Linked DNA regions of Triticum aestivum: region 2 is linked to region 1. The links are chromatin contacts, called in public Hi-C maps. All regions are on one chromosome and are shown on one strand. Each heading gives the region's core, a stretch centred on a gene start, on an enhancer-like site or on the middle of the called end of the contact. The rest is flanking DNA. Distances are from core to core; before and after follow the strand shown.

Evidence for each region. Hi-C and Micro-C count contacts between places; a contact is called where the count stands out from the background.
Region 2: a Hi-C map of leaf shows a contact between it and region 1, with 7 times the contacts expected there. The contact joins the promoter of LOC123044966 here to the promoter of LOC123044965 in region 1. A contact is called at or near these places in 2 of 5 Hi-C or Micro-C datasets (both in leaf).

The regions. Positions count from the first base shown.
Region 1 is chr2B:371,432,493-371,439,129 of IWGSC CS RefSeq v2.1, reverse strand. It overlaps LOC123044965 (transcription factor PCF6), which reads left to right and starts at 4,893. Exons shown (of 2, transcript XM_044467863.1): 1 at 4,893-6,637. The coding sequence starts at 5,356. The coding sequence ends at 6,630.
Region 2 is chr2B:371,565,526-371,572,722 of IWGSC CS RefSeq v2.1, reverse strand. LOC123044966 (non-structural maintenance of chromosomes element 3 homolog) reads left to right here and starts at 3,029. Exons shown (of 7, transcript XM_044467864.1): 1 at 3,029-3,236; 2 at 3,329-3,581; 3 at 3,718-3,870; 4 at 3,954-4,059; 5 at 4,142-4,256; 6 at 5,260-5,318; 7 at 5,413-5,784. The coding sequence starts at 3,192. The coding sequence ends at 5,292.

The sequences.
Region 1 (6,637 bases), core at 3,644-6,143:
CGAGGGCTTCTTGGTGGAGAGATTTGGTATGTTGGCCCCTTTATGATTGGAGCTTCATCGGTCTTCGAGCAAGAGAGGAGAAGCGAGTGATCGAAGTCACCTTCAGTGTCTTCCCTTTAGACAGTTAACCTGCCAGAATCTGGAGGGGGCATCTAGGATGCAGGAGATTTTCTAAATGAACGCCTCCAGTTTTGTCAAGGCAGGTCCTCCGAACAAGATCAGCCATCTCCTGGATTGTCCTAGCACTCTCCTCCATATCTGGTTCACATCAGTCCATATAGCATTGTTAAAGACATGTGAATTTCTAATTTTCCACATAGCCCATAGAACACATGCACAGACTGAATTTAAAGGAATATGCTTCTTGTTAGCTGGCCAAAATCTAGCAATAGACAAGTAGTTAGTTCCTAATTATGCATTAAAAAACTCTGATATTTCTATCCAGATTTGCTTGGCCACCACACATTCAAAGAATAGGTGTGTAATGGACTCTTTTTCAGAGCAGTATACACATTCTAGGGCTTTTTCTATGCCTCTTTTGGCCAGGTTGTCTTTCGTCATCAGCTTGTTGTGGGAGAGTAGCCACAAAAACACCTGGACTCTGGGTGGGGTTTTTATTGACCACACCGCTGGTATATACACATGATGGACCCCCCCTAAAGTTGATGATACTATAAAGTGAACTAGTGGTGTATTTCCCTTTGGCTTCATATTGCCAAATGAGAGAGTCACCCTCCTCCCGAAGCAGGGTACTCCTAATGATTTGCTCTAGGGCATACCAATGCTCCATCATAGTAGGTGTGAAAATCCTCCTAAAGGTGAGTTTAATCTCATAGTTGTCCCAGATCTCAGCTATCGTAGAGCATTGTTGGTGACAGATGGTGTAAAGTGGCCAGAATTGGACTGAGAGGGGAGATGTACCAAACCAGATGTCTTCCTAGAATCTGATTTTCTGTCCATCTCCAACCACCCATTTATATCCAAATTTCAAAGCCTTAGCAGCCCACATGACCCCTTGCCAAAATCTGGAAGGGTTTTGGGGTTTACTAGCAAAGATATTAGGGAAGTTGTGGATGTATTTCTTGTCCACTATTTGTTTCCAAAGCTTGCCTTCATCTTTGATGTATCTACTTACCTAGCTCCCAAGGAGACAAAGGTTAACATCTTTGATGTTAGGCACCCCTAAACCCCCATGTTTCTTCCCCATAAAAACTAGGTGCCAGTTGGCCAGGTGAATTTTTCTATTTCCTTCAAAGTCATTCCACAAACAATTGGCCATCTGACTGTTGATCATATCTAGAGCCCATTTTGGAAATTTGAAAAAAGAAAGGAGGTATATGGGAATGCTAGCCACGCAGGTTTTAATCAAAGTCAGCCTAGCAGCATAGGAGAGGAGTTTGCCTCTCCAGCCAGACATCCTTTTGAGAATTTTGTCTATCAGGGGTTGTATATCCTCCCTCCTAAGTTTATCATAGTGTAAAGGAATTCCCAAATATTTTATTGGGAAAGCCCCTACTCTACATCCTAATATATCTGCAAAGGATTTAGTTTCTTCACAAGAAAGTTCTATTGGGATGATCTCACTCTTTGAGTAGTTGATTCTCATGCCTGAAACTTTCTCAAAGTAGGTGAGGACCATCTTCATGTTCTTAGTTTTTTTTCATCCTTCTCCATGAAAAGGATGGTGTCATCTGCATATTGTAAGCAGATGACCCCATTGGGAATTAACTCAAAACATAGACCACTAATCAGCTTATCAGAAGCTGCCTTGGAGAGCATATTGCTCAGAACATCTACTACCAAGTTAAAGAGAAGGGGGGACAAGGGGTCTCCCTGTCTCAGGCCTTTTCCTGTAAGGAAGTAGTTGCCTTCTATTCCATTAATTTTCACTCCAACCGATCACACGTGTGTGACCTGTTTGATCCAAGTCACCCAAAAGCGATTGAAGTTTCTTTTTCCTAGGATTTCAATAAGAAAGTCTAGGTTAACTTTGTCAAAAGCTTTCTCATAGTCTAGTTTTAATACTAGACCTGGGTTGCTAGATTTAGCAGTGGAGTGCAGCACCTCATGTGCTGTGACTACACTCTCCAGGATAAATCTCCCTTTTATGAAAGCTGATTGCTTACTAGATGTAAGTCTATTCATCAGCATAGCTAATCTATTTGTAAGTACTTTGGTAAACACCTTAAAGATACAATTGATCAAACTAATGGGCCTAAACTTTTTCATGCTGGTAGCCTCTTTCTCCTTTGGGATCAGGGTCAACACAGCAAAGTTTAACCTATAGATGTCCAATTCCCCTTTATGGAAATCATCAAACATGGCTATCGCATCTTTCTTAATCACTTCCCAAAAAATTTGGAGGAATATAAAGGATAGACCATCTGGACCAGGGGCTCCATCAGAGTATGAACCAAAGATGGCCTCCTTAATTTCTCCTTCAGAGAAAGTTTTTTGTAGGGATTGCTTTTCTAAGTCATTGACCTTTTCTTCAGCAGCAAAGAAATTATTATTGATTCTAAAACCCTTTCTATCTTCTTTCTTAAAGAGGTCTTTATAGTAGTCTGTGTCTATACCCAACATGTCTTTGACATCTGTGGTAGTGCCAGCAGGACCTTCCAGCTTGTTAATAAGTGTTTTTCTCCTCCTTTAATTTGCTACAACCTGAAAATACCTAGTGTTTCTATCTCCTTCAAGGATATCCCTATCCCTGGATCTTTGTCTAGCTTTAACTTCTTCTACAATCCAAAGGTTATGGAGTCTGGAGAGGAGTTCTTTCATTCTCAAATTTTCTACCTCAGAAAGCTGCACAGTTTCTGATTTAATATCAAGTTTATCATACTCTTCTTCTAACTCCTGCTTGGCTTTCCTAATCTCAGCATCTACATTTCTATCCATCCTCTACTAAACTTTCTAAACCTTCTCACTTTTTCCTGCCAGATGTCCATGGGGGTGGTACATTTGACAGGAGCAAACCAATTTTTCTCCACAAGCTCTTTAAATTCAGCTCTTAGTAGCCACCATTTCTCAAACTTATAGCTTGAGTCTTTTGGGGTACCATCCACACCAGAATCCCACAGGATAGGGGTGTGATCACTACCAGTTCTAGGGAGAGCTTGAGAACTACTTAAAGGAAACATTGCATCTAGTTCAGTGGTACAAAAAACCCTATCTATGGTACTCATAACCAAGTTATCTTGATTATTTGCCCAGGTGAATTGTCTCCCAGACATCTTAATTTCTAGTAGACTCCAAATTTCTATCCAAGCATTGAATTTGTCACTCCAACTATGGTTAATCCTCCCATTGTTCTTATCTTTCTGATATCTAACTAAATTGAAGTCCCCCCCCCCCTATAATAGTGGGTGGGTGGTCATCAATGAACATACTATGATGTTCAGAGATGAATTCATCCTTGCCCTCCTCATATGGTGATCCATAGACTGCTATGAACCTAAAGGTTTTTTCACTTGTCTTATGCACTAGATTGCATGAGACAGAGTATTTGAGGGATTTCCAGCTAATAACATCAAAATTAACCAAATCAACTCCTACCAACACACCACCCGAAGTGCCTTCAGCAGGTAGGTGGTGCCAACTATAAGGTTTATCACCACTAATAGATTTTAAAAACGAAGCAGAGAGTTTCTCTTTCTTTGTCTCCTGAAAAGCTACTATACTAGCTTTATGCTTAGCTAGAGTTTCAATAATGCAAGGTTTTTTTCCTGGGGTTGTAATCCCTCTAATATCCCAAAACAAAGCATTCATTGAAAACTGTGTTTCTTAGGGTACTTGCCCCGTCCTTTTTTGGAGACCAGGCTCCACAAAGCACTTTGGTCCAAGTGCTCGGATGGGATCACCTATCTATGGTACTCATAACCAAGATAACTCCCATGCCCCGTCCTTTCTTAGGGTGCTTAATAAGGGCAGTACCCAAGTACCGATCCACCCACATATCAAATTATCAAAGTACCGAACGCGAATTATATGAACGTGATGAAAACTAGCTCGACGATAATTCCCATGTGTCCTCGGGAGCTCCTTTCTCATTATTAGAAATTGTCCAGGCTTATCCTTTGTTACATAAAGGATTGGGCCACCTTGCTGCACTTTATTTACTTTGTTTACTTGTTACTCGTTACTATTTATCTTATCACAAAACTATCTATCACCTACAATTTCAGTGCTTGTAGAAAACCTTACTGAAAACCGCTTATCATTTCCTTCTGCTCCTCGTTGGGTTCGACACTCTTACTTATCGAAAGGACTACGATAGATCCCCTACACTTGTGGGTCATCACCAGGCAGGTCGGCGATAGATTTGTGCATCCTGCCACCAGGATCACTGGTGGTAGGCTTGCACTGACTACCGCAAAATTCTTCCCCTCCCAAGGCACAATACGGTTCTGGGGGTTTATGGGGTTTACATTCCCTCCCTACTGCCAGCGGCGGTGTCGGTAGCTTTTACCTACCTATCGCCGGCCTCTCTGGTCATAAGACAGGAGATGACGGCCATGCCTTAACATACCACTATCTACAGAAAAAAGGTCAGACCTTGAATTTTTTTCAAACCAGAGTCAGATCAAAAGGGTCAAAACATCAAATTTGGCATCCAAGGAGGACCTCGCGACAGAGACGTCATGGGCATTTCCAGGATGCGGCTAGCGTTTGTTTGTTGCACTGACGCCGGCACGGAGCGGAGAGAGAGACCTTGGACCGGTTTGAGGACTCCCGTCGTCGCCGTGATGAACGTCTGACAGCAAGCGAGCCAGTTGCCATCGGACATGGATTGAGCGATGGATGGACGAGACGTGGATCCGTCGCGCGCATGTACTAGTATGTGCCGATTCGTTGCGACTTGCCGCTGCTGCCTGCTAGACTGGTGCTGGTACTACGGCGGCGGCCGACTAGCCGATGACGCTGCGGCGCGGCGCGAGAGAGTGATGGGCTACTCGCTACCGGTGTGGCCGATAGAATGGTACGCCCCTACCGCCTCGTTCCGCACACCTCCCTCCTCCTCCTCTACCCCTCTCTCTCTCTCTCGGACTCATAAAATCGGGAGACCTTTTCCTCCCTCCCTCCATCGTCTCGTCTCGTCTCGTCCTACTCACACTCCACCTCCCCTCTCTCCCTCTCCCTCCCTCCCTCGCCGCGCCGTGCTCCCTCCACTCCATCCCATCGCCCCAGGGCGCACACGGGATCGCGCGCAGATCTGCGCCCCCAATCCCACGCGCTCGCTTCCCACTCCCCGCCTCCCCGCGGCGGCCTGGCTGGCTTAATTTCGCTACCAATGCGCTCTGGGTAGGGCATGAGAGGCACTGGCGGCGGCTTGCCGGCGGACCAATTCACACCCGGATGGAGCTCAGCGTCGCCGCCGCAGCCGTGGAGCTCGGCAAGCGGGGCCGCCCCGACGACCAGTACCAGGAGCAGGACCAGGACCACGGGGATGCCAAGCGGCTGGCGCTCGTGCCGTGGCCGCCGCACCAGCAGCACCCCTCCTCGCGGATCTACCGCGTCTCGCGCGGCTCCGGCGGCAAGGACCGCCACAGCAAGGTCTACACGGCCAAGGGCATCCGCGACCGCCGCGTCCGCCTCTCCGTCGCCACCGCCATCCAGTTCTACGACCTGCAGGATCGCCTTGGCTATGACCAGCCCAGCAAGGCCGTCGAGTGGCTCATCAAGGCTGCCGCCGCCGCAATCGACAAGCTCCCCGAGCTCGACGCCGCCGCCTTCCCCAACCACCCGGCCTCAGCCTCAGCCTCAGCCAACAAACAGTCTTCTGCTCTTCACGCGGAGGCCGACGACTCGCAGCCCCAGCAGCTCACCAGATCGGGCTGCAGCAGCACGTCCGAGACCAGCAAGGGCTCCGTCCTCTCGCTTTCTCGCTCCGACAGCCGCGTCAAGGCTAGGGAGCGCGCGCGCGACCGGAGCGCCTCTGTGAAGGACAAGGACGACTCGGTCACCGCCGCCGTGCACCGCCGGCCCCCCTCGGCGCAGGCGGCTTCCTTCACCGAGCTGCTCACTGGATTGGCGGCCGCCACCCCAGCTGTTGCTCAGCACAAGCAGCACAACTCGTGGCAGCAGATGACCGCGTCTGCCACCGCGGACTACCTCGGCTTCGCCCAGCCCCGGAAATCCGGGCACGGGATGCTGCACACCTTCGCCTCCCCGGCCCCGCACCTGGGCAACATTGCGCCCGTCTCCATGGCCCCGGCGCAGCACTTCAGCTTATCAGCCGGCGGCGGCGATTCGCAGACGGAGATGCCGCACTTCTCCTTCTCGCAAGACCACTACATGCCCGTCCATGCGGCGCCAGCGTCGGGTCCGGCAGTAGACTACAGTCTCAACTTCTCCATGTCCTCGGGTCTTGTGGGTGTCAACAACACTAGGGGGACCCTTCAGTCCAATTCGCAGCCGCACCTCTCCGGCCACCACCACCACCACCACCACCACCAGCAGCTCCAGAGGCTGTCTACTCCACTGGATGCTCCGCACATACCCTTCTTGTTCAGCCCAGCCGTCGCGGTGGCCTCCCCCACCACAGCGGAGAGCCACTTCGGCGCGGCGGCCGCATTGCAGCTCTGGGAGGGGTTCCGGCACTCCGACATGAAGGAGAAGGGCAAGAACTGATCAATGG
Region 2 (7,197 bases), core at 1,780-4,279, 140 kb before region 1:
TTGCTGCTACAGTCATTGATACCTTACCCGCAATCCTAAATGCTTAGTATAGGATGCTAGTGTTCCATCAGTGGCCCTACACTCTTGTCCGTCTGCCATGCTATACTACTGGGCTGTGATCACTTCAGGAGGTGATCACGGGCATATACGATATACTTTACACAGTTACATTATCTATGATACTGTTCGGAGTTGGGGGCTGAAGGGGCAGGTGGCTCCATCCCGGTAGAGGTGGGCCTGGGTTCCCGACGGCCCCCGACTGTTACTTTGTGGCGGAGCGACAGGGCAGGTTGAGACCACCTAGGAGACAGGTGGGCCTGGTCCTGTTCGGCGTTCGCGGATACTTAACACGCTTAACGAGATCTTGGTATTTGATCTGAGTCTGGCTACGAGCCTATACGCACTAACCATCTACGTGGGAGTAGTTATGGGTATCCCGACGTTGTGGTATCAGCCGAAGCACTTCGTGACGTCAGCGACTGAGCGGCGCGCGCCGGGTTGGACTGCGTTAACGCAACTTCCTTTGTAATGGAGGTTGCTAGGTCTGCTCACCGGCCGCGTACGCAACGTGCAGGTGTGCTCAGGGCGATGGTCCCAGACCCCTGCGCGCTTAGGTTTAGACCGGCGTGCTGGCCTCTCCGTTGAGCCTAGGTGGGGCTGCGACGTGTTGATCTTCCGCGGCCGGGCATGACCCAGGAAAGTGTGTCCGGCCAAATGGGATCGAGCGTGTTGGGCTATGTGGTGCACCCCTGTAGGGAAGTTAATCTATTCGAATAGCCGTGATCTTCGGTAACAAGACGACTTGGAGTTGTACCTTGACCTTATGACAACTAGAACCGGATACTTAATAAAACACACCCTTCCAAGTTCCACAGACAACCCGGTGATCGCTTTTCTACAGGGCGACGAGGAGAGGATCGCCGGGTAGGATTATGCTACGCGTTGCTACTTGGAGATGCTATCTGGAGATGCTACTTGGAGATGCTATTTGGAGATGCTACTTGGAGATGCTACTTGGAGGACTTCAGTCTACTCTCTTCTACATGCTGCAAGACGGAGGTTGCCAGAAGCGTAGTCTTCGATAGGACTAGCTATCCCCGTCTTATTCTGGCATTCTGCAGTTCAGTCCACTGATATGGCCTTCTTACACATATACCCATGCATATGTAGTATAGTTCCTTGCTTGCGAGTACTTTGGATGAGTACTCACGGTTGCTTTCTCCCCCCTTTTCCCCCCTTTCCTTTCTTTCTGGTTGTCGCAACCAGATGCTGGAGCCCTGGAGCCAGACGCCACCGTCGACGACTACTACTACACTGGAGGTGCCTACTACTACGTGCAGCCCGCTGACGACGACCAAGAGTAGCTAGGAGGATCCCAGGCAGGAGGCCTGCGCCTCTTTCGATCTGTATCCCAGTTTGTGCTGGCCTTCTTAAGGCAAACTTGTTTAACTTATGTCTGTACTCAGATCTTGTTGCTTCCGCTGACTCGTCTATGATCGAGCACTTGTATTCGAGCCCTCGAGGCCCTTGGCTTGTATTATGATGCTTGTATGACTTATTTTATTTGTAGAGTTGTGTTGTGATATCTTCCCGTGAGTCCCTGATCTTGATCGTACACATTTGCATGCATGATTAGTGTACGATTGAATCGGGGGCGTCACAGACCTTCAACCTCTCATCGACAAGGCAATGGGCAGATTACCGGGGTGGAAGGGCAAGAACCTCGCGTGGCCAGGAAGGGTCTCCTTGGCAAAGTCTGTCTTGTACGCCATTGCCACCCACCATCTCACTGTGCTCCCCTTCCGGCTTGGGCAAATCACAAGCTTAGCAAGATTTCATGAAACTTCATCTGGTGCAGCGACAATTTTGAAAATGCGACTGGGGGCCACTCCTTGGTGAACTGGAAGACGGTGTGCAGGCCTAAAGCCCTGGGTGGGCTCGGAATCACGGACCTCGAAAGGTTTGGTAGAGCTCCTAGTCTGGAAATCTTTGTTTAGGGCATGGCATTGTTCAGGGCTTCCACCACCATCGTGCTGGGTAACGGCTGGAAATCTTTGTTCTGGCATGACGACTAGATGGGAAAGGGTCCTTTACGATTGCTGGGCCCCGGGCTCTTCAAAATCGCCACTGGAAAGCAGAGATCTGTGATGAGGGAGCTTCAGGACGAGAACTGGATTAGATCGGTCGCCCGTTTGGAGACACCCGCACAGCTGCAGGAGTTCATTACGCTTGCATCTCTGACCTCGCAGACTAAGCTGTCCCCAGACCTGGAGGACTCCATCTCTTGGCGTTGGACCCCTAATGGCAGCTACTCCTCTGCTTCAGCTTATGCGGCCCAGTTCTACGGATCCTTCCCCAGGTTTTCGCCGTCCAAGATTTGGGAGGCTCATGTAGAGCCAGAATGTAAGCTCTTCTCCTGGCTGGTGCTCCACGGGAAGACCCTCACGGCGGACATGCTGGCCATTCGTGGCTGGCCGCACGACCCTATCTGCCCTCTCTGCGTGCGGGCACCAGAAACAGCAAATCACCTGCGCAAGGACTGTCCGTTTGCGGTAGCGGTTTGGTCGCATGTACAGGGGCGGACTGGGGAGGCGCCACTGAACTCGATGTCGCTACCGCCTTGCATGGGGATCTCAGACTGGTGGGATTCGCTCATCGCTCCAATTTCCAAGGAGGATAGTTGCCGCCGCAGTGGTCGCTTCCTCTACACTATCTGGAATATCTGGAAGGAGCGCAACCATCGCATTTTCAACGGAACCCGCCTAACCCATGTGGAGGTGGCGACCCCCGCGTTCGACAACATAAGACAGAGGGCCATGGCTTTCGGCATGGTCCATGTGGCGACCGGTATTGGCTGATTTGTAGGGCACTTCCTGTTTGTGCGGGTTTTGTCAGGTTCCCTTGAAAAACCTAACAACTCTGTACATATTCTCTCTTTTTGTCTCAAATGAAAAGGCAGCCGGTTCCTCGAAAAAAAAGATTTTCCGAGGGAAGTGCTGAAGACGCTTTAAGGCGCGGGCGCGTCTCCGCCTCCCTCCATCCGCTCGGTTCAGTTTCCCGCCGTCTCCCTCGCGCCACTCTACCACGAAAACAAACCGCTTAATGCGAACCTAGGGTACTTCTGCTCCGCCCCAAATCGCGGCAATCCCTCCCACTCCCCTCCTCGTGCCGTCATACAGTTCTTGAATCGCATGGCGACCAGCGAAGAATTCGCCCAGATTGACATCTCCACGGAGGTACGCCACACCCTGCTCCTCCCCGTTTCCCAGTTCGACCCGCCGCACGCAAGGTGTTCGACGTTTTGATCCGCCCAAATCGGGCCCTGCAGGAGAAGGACAAGCTTGTGGCCGAGGTGATGCGCTACGCGCTCTTCAAGACGCACCAGAACTCCGGCTGCCCCATCAAGCGGGAGGAGCTCACCCAAATCATCACCAATTACTACCGCCAGCGAGCGCTCCCTGCGCTCGTCATCAAGGAAGCTGGGGACAGGCTTGCGGCGACCTTCGGCTATGAGATGAGGGAGCTCCAGAGGACCCGCGCCACGTCCACCCGCTCCGGACGCCCCTCCTCCCAGCAGCCCAGTAAGCTCGCTTTTCTTCTTCTTTAGATCTTGCAATGTCGTCGCCCACACAGCAGCCTGCATCTTTGCTGATGATGTAGTAAGGTAGAAATTGGTTGAACTTAAGAATGACCAGCGATGAATCGAGCTGTGTTTAGGTAATCAGGATGCAAAGAGCTACGTCCTGGTAAGTAAGCTGGACCCTGAGGTGTACAGCAAGTATGTTGAGGATAAGGAGCGTGCCCATGTGTCTGGGTTTGCTTTTGTTGTCATAAGCATTGTTCATGTCGCTGGTGGCAAGATCTCTGAAGGTAGAGATTGCTGGTTCTTTTTCCGACAGTAGTCAGGAGGTTTTATCGTTTGATATTACTGATTTTTGACAAACATGTTTCAGAGGACCTTTGGCGTCAGCTGAAACGTTTGGGCTTAAATGAAACTGATGAGAACCACCCTGTTCTCGGCAACAATAAGCAGGCGCTTGAACTACTAGTGCAACAAAGGTTGCTGGTACTTTCAGGGTGTGCTGCAGAGTGTGTATTTCATTGGCAACTTTTGTTTTTTTCACTTGGTATCTTTGCCCAGGTACTTGCTGAAGGAGAAGATTGCTGGTCCAGAAGGCCATTCCATGGTTTATGAGCTTGCAGAGAGGGCATTGGATGAATCCATCAGCTCGAAGCTTAAAGAATACATTTCACAGGTATGTAAAAGCATCAACCACAATCTCGAAAAAATAAGGCATCAACCTGTATGTACAGTAAATTAGAAATAGCAGAACTTTTGCTTGGTTGCCTGAGAGAGTATATACAAACACTAATTTGTGAAACTAATCTATCACTTTAACCTGTAGAAATGATGTTTATGCTTTTAATGCCTCTCAAAATGATGTTTATGCTTTTAATGCCTTCTCCATAACGTGCAGCATTAACAGCTATAAAATGTTTGGTAAGGAACTACATTTTTATTTTTATTTTGAAAAGGAGATAGCTCCAGCCTCTGCATCGGTTGATGCACGCAGCCTTGGTAAGGAACTAGGTGCTATACGATATACTGAAAAAAACAGCCTCTGAAATGGTCGTGTTTGAGTATGATTCTAGCTGGTTCCTAGTTGTACCATAAACAAGTCTAGATTATGAACTCTTTTCTTTTCCAGCTTCAGGATTTTACATAGTGCGATTGCTAATGACAAAGATTATTGCCATGACAAAGAGCCAGCCCCATCTTATCACGTACTCCGGATTTTATTGATTATTGTTACAGAAGTATTTTGTGCATGAATTTAATGAATCATTTGTATGCATTAGAGTTGCTTGCTACTGCTGTTGCTACTAGTTCATGACTAGTATTTATTCGTTTCTCAAAATTGTATTAGCAATTATTTCAAAATAGATACTCCCTTCGTCCCAAATTACTTGTAGAAATGGGTAGAAATGAATGTATCTAGAACTAAAAATACGTCTAGATACATTCATTTCTGCGACAAGTAATTTGGGATGGATGGAGTACTAGTAGCACAGGTAGTGGCAATTTCTGGGCATAATTGATTTCCATCATGATAACCTGTCGCTTGTAGAGATTATCAGTGGCGGGCAAATACCCTCCTGAATCCAGTGTCGCATTGTAGAGTCATACCATGGCCAGCGAAAACTAAATTGAAGATTGATCCGATCTGTTTGACCAATCCTCTTTTTGCCATGGATCAGGTTGTGGGTGTCAGTACAGCTACAGCAGAATGAAGTGCATATGATGCAGCAACCATCAGGTATTTTCACTTTGACTCTCCGTCTGTTCTTTCTGAAACAGAATGATTGCGTTATCAATTTCCATTCAGGGGTAACCGTTGGCCTATGTTTCAGGCTTTTGCTGTCCAGTCTAAACTCACCAGTACAACGACGAACTTGAGTTAGGGTGGAAAGCCATTGTAGAGACTTGGTGGAGGCTTCGTCTGAGGGCTGTATAGGAGAGGAGGTAGTCTGCGTGCGCGCGCGCCCTCTCAACTAGTTAGATCGAGACGCCTAAGACGTGACTCTGGATTTGAAAAAGGAAAAAGAAAGACATGACCTTTTGTTGCGGGAACCTAGTGTTGTGGTGGCCGTTCAGCTTGTATGCACTTCGTTAACCGGAGCTGCATAAGTCTTTATGCATTCTACGCGGCTTTGCTCGTTCAGGTTTGCTCGCCTGAGCTTCAGGAAACGATACAAGTGATGCGTTGTCTGTCACGATGTCAACTGAAAGTTTAGCATGATTTTTTTTTTCTGAACCATAAAGGAGAACTTATAGAAGAAGAAAGCAGTACAAAATCCCCTTATAACGAATAAAAAATTGATATCGGGGAGTTGGGCCAAAAAACCTGCTCCAACAGAGGCCCAATCCGCAAAAATTATTCGGGAGACCCATCAAAACATCTCAACTTATTTAGGAAAATTGTTGTCTCAATTTTTTTTAGGGAAAATTGACCCCCTCCCCAATACCACCCCAATAGGTGGCTGGAAGCAACAATCCCTCTCCCGCCTAAAGTTTCCTGAGCACACCCATCTCCCACTGCCGATGAAGGCCACCGATCCCTCTCCTCACAGGTGTTCTGCGTTGACTCGCCGCTCCCGTGCCGTCGACCGTCGTAGCCACCTCCACCCTCAACCAATGTCATCGCCCGGCCTAGGCACGCATGGCGTCGCGGGGGAGGAAGGAGGCAACATTCCTCATTGGGTTGTCGCGCCGACCAAGAAGCCCCGCAACCACAACTGCTTCGGCCTCCTTCATGGCGAGCCGTCGGCCTCCTTCATGGAGATGTCCCGACGTCCCCACCTTCGAGGCCGCCGCCGACTTCTACATGTACAACGCCAATAAGTTGTTCGATGAAATGCAGGAAAGGTACTTTTTCAGTTTTTCATTTCTTATTCATTCGTTTAATTTTCACAAAACACCATCATAGTTTTAAATGGAAATTTACAATGCTCATTTGTTTCATATTTGCTAGTATGTAGTGAGCAATCATATCTTAATATGATGAACGAGTCGGTAGACATACAAGACATTTTCTTTCTCCACGCCGGAGTGGGAATGTGAACGGTAATGGGAGTGAAGGGTGTTGCTCTATGTTTGATCTTCGTGTTTAGGTGAATCATATGTTGCATGTTATGTTTACTTCGAATCATTTGGACCATTTGTTATGTTTACGTTAAATCATTTGAAGGATTTGCTACGTTTCACTTTAACTTTTACTCGAACTTGAATTTAATAAATTGTGGCTTTAAAGTATGTTCAATTATGTGTGCCTGAAATATCATTATTTGAACTATTATGTTCATAGAATAGACATGCATACCCCATTTGTATGCAAGTTTAAAGAGAAATAGAAAAAAATAGTTTAGTGGGAAAGAATTTTTTGGGATCTAAGAAAGCACCCCACTTGCTAACCCTAAATTATGGGGACAACCCATTAACCAATTATTGGGGGAGTTTTTTTGGGGCTCTCTTGGAGACACTCAAACAGGAATACACTGCCGACGATCTCAGCTAAACACAAACTCGAGACATAGGGCCAGCCTTGTATCAACAATAGGGGCCGCACTTCACCTGACCAAATGAATGGTCAATTGAGTTATGCTTCTTCTCGGACATGTTGTTATTGTGTTCCTTTC